Regions from separate parts of the Mus musculus genome. Here region 2 is linked to region 1. The links are chromatin contacts, called in public Hi-C maps. All regions are on one chromosome and are shown on one strand. Each heading gives the region's core, a stretch centred on a gene start, on an enhancer-like site or on the middle of the called end of the contact. The rest is flanking DNA. Distances are from core to core; before and after follow the strand shown.

Evidence for each region. A called contact is a pair of places that touch in the nucleus more often than the background predicts.
Region 2: a contact with region 1 is called in a Hi-C map of cerebellar granule neurons, with 1.9 times the contacts expected there. The contact joins two enhancer-like sites. A contact is called at or near these places in 3 of 484 Hi-C or Micro-C datasets (cerebellar granule neurons, cerebellum and cerebral cortex) and 3 of 115 datasets of contacts at active chromatin or transcription factors (embryonic stem cells, large pre-B cells and oligodendrocyte precursor cells).

The regions. Positions count from the first base shown.
Region 1 is chr16:49,614,218-49,619,422 of GRCm38.p6, forward strand. All of the region lies in intron 2 of Gm31494 (a long non-coding RNA gene), which reads right to left. Among named protein-coding and RNA genes, the nearest start is that of Gm31494, 28 kb to the right of the region's middle. Within about 2 kb of position 2,229, at least 39 of the 459 cell types and tissues checked have an H3K27ac peak or open chromatin away from gene starts, as enhancers often do. A contact at or near this core is called in cerebellar granule neurons and cerebellum, where this site is marked.
Region 2 is chr16:50,044,027-50,049,231 of GRCm38.p6, forward strand. It overlaps Gm4827 (predicted gene 4827), which reads right to left. Exons shown (of 4, transcript NR_045935.1): 2 at 1,740-2,014. Among named protein-coding and RNA genes, the nearest start is that of Gm32101, 3.0 kb to the right of the region's middle. Within about 2 kb of position 1,930, at least 139 of the 459 cell types and tissues checked have an H3K27ac peak or open chromatin away from gene starts, as enhancers often do. A contact at or near this core is called in cerebellar granule neurons and cerebellum, where this site is marked.

The sequences.
Region 1 (5,205 bases), core at 979-3,478:
CCTAGTAATGTCAGAAGCTACACCCATAAAGTCACACCAAAATGACTGCCTAACCATGAGCTAACAAGGCCGGCAGCAATGGACAAACAGGAGAGGAGAAGCCCAAGAAGCCTCAACCTTATTCAAACAACTATAGGCAGCTAAGGGACGCAGAGACTGGAAAAAAGTCTTTCCTGGGAACGTGCACACCAATGCGTTATCCAACACCAAATGACCATCCCTGAAAACATACATACAAGTGATATTATACAGACTGAGCAGGTAGAGCTTATATTTAGGAGTGTGTGTGCGCTTGCATGTGTATGTGTGCGCACATGCATAACAACACTTAATGAAAAAAGAGAGACCATGAAGTTGAAAAAAAAAGCAGTGAGGAGTATAGGAGAGAGCTTAAGGAAGGAAAGAGAAGTGATGGTGTAATTAGAAAAATGTATTAACATACAATAAAAGAAATAATTTGAAAATGCTCAAAAAAATTAAAAAGTAGGTTCTATGTCCTGCCTGGTGATAACATCTACACGTGAGAAAAAAGAAAAAGTGCATCAACATTACCATCACCATCACCATCATCACCATCACCACCATCATCACCATCATCATCATTGACCTCCCTAAGACGAGCTGGGTAGCACTCAAACTATCCAGGAATTTGCTTGAAGGGTCAGTGGTGGGAGAGGGAGTTGAGGATGAACTAGATATGTTTTGTACTAAGAGATGCCTTTGTAGAAGAGTTGATCCATATGGTCTGACCCCTCTGCTGTGCCAAAGGAAGGAGCGCAGAATGCTTCCTCACCAGTTGGCTGAAGGAGAGTGGAAGGGAAGGCTCTCAGCTGTTAGAGATTTTTAAAAATGGAGACAAGCCAGGAAAAATAGCAGACACCTTTAATCCCAGCACTGTGAGGGCAGAGGCACGTGCACTTCTGTGAGTTTGAAGACACATTAGTCTGCATAGGGAGGTCCAGAATGCCAAACCCTGCCTACAGTTTAAAAAACAAACAAAACAAACAAACAAACAAACAAACAAACAAAAAGGACCAGATGTTATTATACCATTTAAGAGGGAATAACTGGACATTTCTCTCTTGGTCCTTTCCTCCATCCATGTTGCCAAGCCATTGTGCCCACTCTGGGAGATATCTGGAGGCTTGTTCCCTACAGAAAATAAAAACCTAAAAACGTGAATATCCGCGTTAATAAGATCGAATAGTTAACGAATCCACTGCTGAATAGAGGGGTATTTGGCACTCCCCTGCCTGAACCTCCTGTAACAAACCCGGATGAGAAGCGTGGTCCAGAGTACAGGCTCCTGTAGCCTTCTATGAGCGTCTCAGATTCCCGTTCTTAATACTAAGACGATGCAGTGACTTCCAGGTACCAGGAGGGAAGCTATCGTGGAAGACAGAAATTAAAACACGAGAGTATCTTCCATCAAAAGACACCCTGAGTTAAACAAATATGTAGGCACGAAATCAACAAATATGGGACTGCCTGAGACAAAACTGCCGTGAACATCCCCAGGGAGAATAAAAATGCTGCCTCCAGTGTAAGGAGCACATCACGTGTTTCAAGATTGGAAACAAGAGCAGCGCTGAAATCACTAGGAAAGGAGAAAGCAGAGGAAGGCTGCTTGACAGTAGAGGAAAAAGATACGGAGGCACAAAATCGGAGAAAAGGAACGCTGCTGACAGCTTCCGAAAAGCTGGGGGAGGGGCAGAAAGAAGAGAAAGAGAAAGAGAACAGAAAGTGATGATAAACTACTACCCAAAATTCCCAGAAGGTATAAAGTAAAGTTTCTATTATTAAAATACAAAGACAGGAAAAACCTTACTGAACAGAAGCAGTCGATGGAAAAACTCAAGAGTCTTCATTCTGATATTTCAGAACACAAGGGGGAAAAAACTCTACATACTCCCTGGAAGAAAAAGATCGCGGATCATAATGGCTTTCCCCTTCACAACAGCGTGACTTTCAAGCCAAAGGGAAATACCGTGCCATGGGGCATTCTAGTGGAAGATGACATCTAAGCCAGAATTACCTCCAACTCAAAGCGTATGAGGGCAGAACGACATGTTCAGACTTACACAGTCTTCAGAAAATAACCATCGTCCCCTTGCGGAAGAAGCCGCAGAAAGCGCTCCGCCAAAGAGGATGTAAAAACAAGAAAGGAGAGAAGGAATGGCCTGGGAAAGAGCAGTCCCCACAGGCCAATGATCTCCAGGAGAGAAAGCAGACATCCGAACGTGTGGTCTGGAAAACAGCCCAGAATAGAGCAGGGTGAATGGAGACAGACAGACTGTCTGGTGATAGAACCATTTTTCAAACGCCTGGGGGAAAGCTCTGGACAGGCAGGCCCACATAAGAAGCTGGTGATCTTGAGAACAGGTTAAAAATCTCCTGCTGTCTTTTCCAGGTCTCGCTGGCAAAGCCCGCTGTACAGAACATTTATCTTCCTCTGCAAAGTGTTCTGCTCTGGCTTACTTCCGAGAGTAGGAAAAGGATCCTGGGAGCTTAGAAACAAGGGATGCAGGACAGCCCTACCAATCTGTGCTTAGTACTTGCTTTGTATTGTTTGTTTGTTTGTTTGTTTGTTTGTTTCAAACTCATCATTGATAATTGGGTTGAAATTTCCTAAAATTCAACTCAGGGTCTCTCCTACATATCTGTAACTCTTATAAACTCACAGGACCCAGTTCATCTTACCCTGGATACTCTCACGTAAAAGTAACACCCATATTCTTTTCATAAAACTGAATTTAAGATTTTTTTCCAAATGTAATTTTTTTATATATTACATGTAGAAACACACCCACCTTATCATGAACCTACCAAGAAACCATGAGAAAGCTAAAGAGACATCCTAAATTCTGCTCTCGGGGAGATTCTAAATTTTGGAACATAACTTCTGTGGATGATTCAAAAGTCATCTATCACTTTTTGGATTGTACACTTAATGTTTTACACATCACTTCACCTATAGAAAATAAACAATGAAAGGAATGAAGCCTGTGCAGACAGCCATGCCCAGAGTCCAAATTGAAACTCCCTGTATGACTTGGCAACACAATAATACTACTTGTAGAGATTTGGATAAAAAGTAGTGTATAAAAATATAAAGATCTCGTTAAACCAGAAATCTATAGGTTATAAAAATAGAAACCGAAATTTGCCTTTCATATTTAATGCTTGTGCAAAGTGCCATTTTACCACGAGAGACGGAGTTCACTGACATAAGTCAAGTTCACATTATATACTAATGTGATATATACATTATCACATTATATAATGCCCACGTGATGAGTGCATGCAGCTAACGCCACAGCTCATGTGATCAGTGCATGCGTTGCTTTTCCTCTACTCCCCAAGGACAACTGATGAATATCTGTTCAGAACATGCATTCGGAGACTGCGCTGTAGAAGCTGCTAATACAAGTGCCTTAATGACGATTAATTCTATCAATATTGAAGGACTTGCTAACTAGCATAAGAGATGTTCAGAACATGTTTTCACCTGTGAATGAACAAACACATCTGTTCCTGCATAGAAATGTAATAGAAGCCTGTGACTCTACGAGTACTTCGATTAGCATATTTCAGTGGTTTCCTCTAGGGATTTCCTCTCCCAAAGAACATCTAGTCCATAAGAGATCAGAGCGCTGGTAGACACAGGGTTGCCACCAATAGAGTTCATGGGTTTTAATAGTCGCTTGCTGAATGCATGCCATACTTGGGGTTCTTTTGAGAAGCAGATGTACTGATGCAGCAGGTAATATTGAGGGAACACTCATTAGGGGAAGGAAGTGGTTCTAGAGGACAGGATGAACCTGTGATGTGAGACAGGGAAGAAAGGTCTCAGATATCAGCAGAGTTCCAAAGAAGTTTTAGTTGGACCAATGGTGAAGACTTACTCCAGACTCCTAGGCACAAGAATGTCCTCGTACATGCTGACATGTACCCTACTGAGACCTGTGAGTCTCTAGCTAACAGACTTCCGGCTGCCAGATCTCTCACCTACAGAACTGGAACTGAGTTTACATGAAACAAAATATTGGTGGGCACTTGTCCCTTCCTTGCCTCCTGGAAGGGAATCCGAGAGCCCAGCTAGAGATGTATGCTCACCACCCTCAACCTCAGAAACATATAAGATCTATGTGGGTCCTTATTCCTCTCCCCAAGGCCCCGCCCTATTGCCTATCTCTGGTGCTGAAGCCTGAACGCAGCTCAGAACCCCTCTGCCTTGCTGTAATCTGTTCATCCATCTTTCCTTGGTACTAATAGCTTTTCTAATAAACTACTAGATCTCCACAATGCATCTTGGTTCCATATTGAGCCCCCTCATTGGAGTTTTTGTTGTTGTTGTTGTTGTTTTGTTGTTGTTGATTTTTGTTTTTTACTTCAGCATCCCTTATATGATTTTTATTTTTTAATGTATTTTTATTAGTTATTTAGCTCATTTACATTTCTAATGCTATCCCAAAAGTCCCTCATACCCACCCACTCCCAATCCCCTACCCACCCACTCCCCCTTTTTGGCCCTGGCGTTCCCCTGTACTGGGGCATATAAAGTTTGCAAGTCCAATGGGCCTCTCTTTCCAGTGATGGCCGACTAGGCCATCTTTTGATACATATGCAGCTAAAGACAAGAGCTCCCGGGTACTGGTTAGTTGATATTGTTGTTCCACCTATAGGGTTGCAGATCCCTTTAGCTCCTTGGGTACTTTCTCTAGCTCCTCCATTGGGGGCCCTGTGATCCATCCAATAGCTGACTGTGAGCATCCACTTCTGTGTTTGCTAGGCCCCAGCATAGTCTCACAAGAGACAGCTATATCTGGGTCCTTTCAGCAAAATCTTGCTAGTGTATGCAATGGTGTCAGCGTTTGGAAGCTGATTATGGGATGGATCCCTGCATATGGCAATCACTAGATGGTCCATCCTTTCGTCACAGCTCCAAATTTTGTCTCTGTAACTCCTTCCATGGGTGTTTTTTTCCCATTTCTAAGAAGGGGCAAAGTGTCCACACTTTGGTCTTCGTTCTTCTTGAAATTCATGCGTTTAGCAAATTGTATCTTATATCTTGGGTATCCTAAGCTTCTGGACTAATATCCACTTATCAGTGAGTACATATTGTGCGAGTTCCTTTGTGATTGGGTTACCTCACTCAGGATGATGCTCTCCAGGTCCATCCATTTGCCTAGGAATTTCATAAAT
Region 2 (5,205 bases), core at 680-3,179, 430 kb after region 1:
TAAGGAAGTAGTCATTGTAGTTGATCACTGTTTGAAGGAGGGTATGGGAAAGTATGGCCCAGGGAGTGTAGGGGTCTAGACACCCATATATGAATGTATGAATAATACTGTGTCCTTCATCAGAAAACAGAGAGTGTGCATGCTCATTATTTAAATTACGTGTATGGGAGTGTCTGTGTGTGCCTATGTATTCATTAGACTTAAGTGCCAGTGGCATCAGAGTTACAGGAGATTGTTAGGTCCCACAGCATGGGTGCTGGGAACTGTGCCAGTTTCTCTGCAAGAACAGGAAGCCCTCTTAACTGCCCAGCCATTTCTTCAGCCTCCCTTGATTATTCAGCCAGAGACCTCAACCCATGGAATGATACCACCTGCCTTCATGACACACCTCAGCTCCTCCTTGGTTAAACCTCTCTGGAAGCAGACACATCCAAGGGACACACAACTCCCAGGTCATTCCAAGCCCAGTCAAAATGACCCTGAAGATAAACCCCAGCAGACTACATTCTGGCTATGGGAAAGAACATCATCTAACCAAGGCAGGACAGCCAGGGCTACACAGAGAAACCCTGTCTCGAAAAGAAAAAAAAAAAGGAATATCTGATTTACATTTTAAAAGACCAATCTGGTTGCTACAGTGGCAAGTGAAGCCCCTCTTTGGGGAAAGGTGGCAGTAAGAAACTGCCGACAAGATATTTTGGGTATCCAGGTGAAAGCTGATGAATGGTGGCTTGTCCCCGAGAGGAGCTGCAAAGATGGCGAGGAAGCGACAGATGCAGACTATTTTGGAGGTAAGCCAACAAGAATTGGAAGGGGATGGAAGATACTATTTCTAAATAAAGAATACAACAGTTCCTATCTTTAGTTCAAAAGCCTTTTATGTCAAATGATATAGCAGCTAATAGATCCACTCTAAAAATATACTTAATGTACATTTATGCTAATATTAAAGTTCTTTAGGCCTTTAAAGTTTTTCTATCATAAAAATAGTGCATGCTTATGAAAGAAAAATTCCAGATACAGAAAAACAAAAGTTAGAATATTATATATATATATATATATATATATGATACAAGTTTTTTTTTCTGAAAAATTATGGTTTGATCTTGCATTGTGAGGGCGCCAAATCAAATTCCTTTCTCTTTCTCTGTCCCTGTCCCTCCTCTCCCTCTGTCTGTCTGTGTGTGTCTCTCTCTGTCTCTGTCTCTCTCTGTCTCTGTCTCTCTGTCTCTCTGTCTCTCTCTGTCTCTCCCCCCCCTTCTGTCTCTGTTTTTTTTTTCTCTCTCTCTCTCTCTCTCATTTGAAAAACTGCAGTTTAACCACAGCAACACAATAGCTTCCTGTAGATCTATTTTGTGTATCAGAGATACCTTCCCGGGGGGCAGACTGGGGCTAGTGGAGTTCCACCTCTCCCAGACCTTAACTTAAGAACTTCACTGGCCTGCTACACAAATCTATATCTATTCCTGTTTTGATGGGGAGGAGGAGGAGGAGGAGGAGGAGGAGGAGGAGGAGGAGGAGGAGGAGGAGGAGGAGGAGGAACCCCAGTTATTGACAGCAACATTTGCCTGAGCAAGGATGAATAATTCAGGTCAGTGGGGGAGCTAGTTGGAAAACCTTTTAAAAGGGCAGTCAAGCCTGTGTTTAGAATCCAGCTGATGTGTGGCCTGTTTCTGTAGGAGGGCCCTTGAGTTCTGTTATTTTTAATGCATTTGCCCTATACCCCTCCGCAAACTCACCCATGCACTAGGTTCCCTATTTGACCTTGTCAATTTAAAACTTAGGATGCGGTCGATTGCTGCACGGGATTGGCGAGAGTGAGTGGTTAGGGGACACAGCAGGGGCACGGGACCCTAAGGTCCTGCGCAGAGAGAAGAGCCGAAGGCTAGGCTGGTCTTTCAGCAGCGTCCCATCCCAGGCTGGTGAGGTAGCGCGAGCCAGTGAGCTGTAAAGTGGCAGGAACCTCCGCGCAGCATCCTCTCCCCTGCCGCGCGCAGTAATGGATCTCTGCGTCCTAAAAGAGGAAGATAATACCGGGTTTAGCTTATAAATAGATGGTTGTATGCTCTCCCTGCGAAGCATTGATTGAGACAGCCAAGCTGACTATTGATCTAATTTTAACTTACATTTTAGCCCTCACGCTCCCGCCTTCCTGTCAGTGCTCCGGTGAGTGACCGGCATTAGCCAGTGAAACCGCTAGAGGGCGAGCCGCTTGCCTCCTGGGCTCTATGGGTCTGGCCTCTATTTATGCAGACTAAACAATGCTAGCCTTCATCGAATCTGAAAGATAGGAGTTTGCTTTTCTCGCGCTGGGATGACCTCATCACTGATGAAAGTCAGAGAAAAGCATAGAATTGGACGACTGGCAGCAGAGAGAGATAAAGCTTGCAGTTAACCTCCTCCCACTCCACCACTTCCACAGAACACCAGGCATGTGCTTCCTACCCAAACCTGGTGAAACAGTGAGGGCAGACGAAGGGAATGAGAAGTTCTCGCAGTTGTCACTCCTGTGAAACAATCACGGTGTAAAAAGTTCATACTGCCTATGCCCTGCCTTTACTGAGATGTCACTAAATGCCAGTACGAGGCCGACCTCCAGGCAAGTGACTTAATTTAAAAATATATTATTTCAGGCCAGCCTAGGCTAGAAACTGAGACCCTGTCTCAAAACAGCCAAAACAAACAAAACACTATATATGTGTGTGTATTCATTATTTCTAAACATAATTCATATTGTCAAGGTTTAATGAATACCAGCAATTTCATACTAGTGGTTTATGTAGCTCAAATCTTGTGGTATTAATAGGGTTGGGAATTGAAGCCCACCACTTTCTCGTTCATTACCTTTTGAATCATGGAGTATTGGATACAATGTGTGGGGGTGCCAGCTATGATCAGGTTAGGCTGATCTAGATCAGGCTAGCCTATGGGCATGCCTGGAGGGGCTTTTTTCCTACTTAGGTTAAATGGAAAGACCCAGCTCGGTGTACACAGTACTATTCTCTGGCATTTGGGTCCTAGGCTGTATTAAGTAAAGCAAGGAAAAAACCCCACCAGAAACAGAATGCATACCTCTCCAGACGTTCCCACCTCGCCCTGAGCTTCCTCAGCATTTAGACCTGCCTTTCCTGATTGAATAAAACATTATTCGTAAGAGCTAGTGGCTGCCAAGCATCTGTTTCAGGTCAGGCATTGTGCTTGCCATTATAATTACATTCATTACCTCATTAAATCCTCAAGAAAACCTATCAGATTCTATTATTAACTCATTTTAGAGCTTAAGAAGCAGGCTACAGTCTTTGCCTAAAGTGGAGTACCTAGAAAGGGACAGAATCCTTGTTGATTCTGTGAGGGATTGCCTAGATCAGGCTAGCCTGTGGGCATGCCTAGGAGGGGCTTTTTTCTTTCTTAGATTAATTGGTGTGGAAAGACCCAGCCAACCGGCCCGCTGTATGCAGTGTCTCTGGGGTTGAGTCCTGGGCTGTATTAGAGTAAAGCAAGCAAGCACAGGTGAATTTATTTCTCTCTGCTCTAGACTGCGGATGTGCTCCGACTAGTTGCTTCAAGCTCCTGCCAGTGTGACTTCCCCCCAAAATAATGGACTATAAGCTGGAATTGTGAGCTAAAATAGGCCCTTTCTCCCATAAGTTGTTTTTTTATATCGGGATATTTTATCCCAGCACCAGAAACGGAAGTAGGACAACCATCATGTTGCTAGGTAGCCGGTTAGATATTAGCAGGATGAGAGGACATTCAGGCTGGGCTACCTTCTCAGAATCAGCAACGTGGAAAAGCAAAGAACTGGAGCTTCCTCACCACATCTCTGGCCCTGGTGCGATGCTCTGAAATGCCAGGATATGATTAATGGGTAACCGTGAAAACCTGGCTCAGGAACTCTAAACCTTATAAGGTTACTGTATAGCAGGAAACCTTCTGATAAAGAGCAAGTCGCCACATAAACAGTCACAGAGGCACACACCTATGATCCAGTTCTCAAGAAGAGACAGCAAGAGGACCGGAAGTTTAAGGTCATCCTCAGCTACATAACGAATTCCAGATTGAAGCCAGACAGAATGCATGAGACCTCGTCTAAATGAACAGGAACAAGGGTGCACTAATACCCGCTCCTGTCAGAGTTGATCCAAGGATCATCAAAGAACACACCCAGGAACAAAAGTAGCTTGTCATCTGGTTCTGTCAACTAAGCTTTATCAAAACACACACACACACACACACACACACACACACGCACGTGTTGATCCAAATGAGCCTGTCAATCACCTGGAAAGAAAAAGATGTCTCTTAGGAAAGCTGACTGTTCCAGGGGCTTAAAGTTTGTGCACTTGTCTCTTTGGTTACTGTACTATTAGCATTTCTCTGGAATAAACTGTATCATCTTCTACCCTAAACTGTGGGTCACCTTTGAATTCTCTCCATGGACATCACAAGAGAAGTCCCCGATGAGATCCTGATGGTGTTGTCAGGTATATTAAGAAACATGCCTACCTGTCAAAACTCTGCATGCCTAAGCGGAAGGGTAGTGTGTGAGAAGGAAAGATGGAGACCTTGTAGTTAGAGTTGCCAAGCCCAGACCCAAACCTGGGAAAACTTCAAAGAAAAAGACTTCAGCACACATTATCATTGCAGCAGCATCCGTGGAAATAGCTGGACAATGTAGAAATATTGTCATTGAAAGGGAAGATCTTTCTCAGTTCTCTGTTCAACCAAGAGATGCTTACAGTGAACTGGCCAGTTTGGTGGAAAGAGGAATACTTTACTAAGTTAGAGTGTCTTATCTCCTCAGAGAACCTCATGAGGGAAAGAGGTTATAAATAAGAGGGGGGGGAACCCCATTCACCGTTATAATTTGTGATGAAAAGAAAAGGTTTGGCAGAAGGAGCCAAAAGAGGCTAGTCTGAGGCACTGACATTCAAACAGGGAGCTGAACATGTGTAGGAGATACCTGGTCAGGCTGGGAGCTAACCTTGGGAAAGAAACAGTGTTGGGAGAATGTGATTGGATGAGAGAGGAGGATGGACAACTCAGGGTTTGTTTGTTTGTTTGTTTGTTTGTTTGTTTGTTTGTTTAAAAAAACCAGGGTGAAATAAACATCTTCAATGCAGTAAGAAATCTTTAAAAAAAAAAAAAGATGTAGACAACAGACACAGTAAGTGATTTATGATTTAGGAAAGTTGCTTTTTCTGA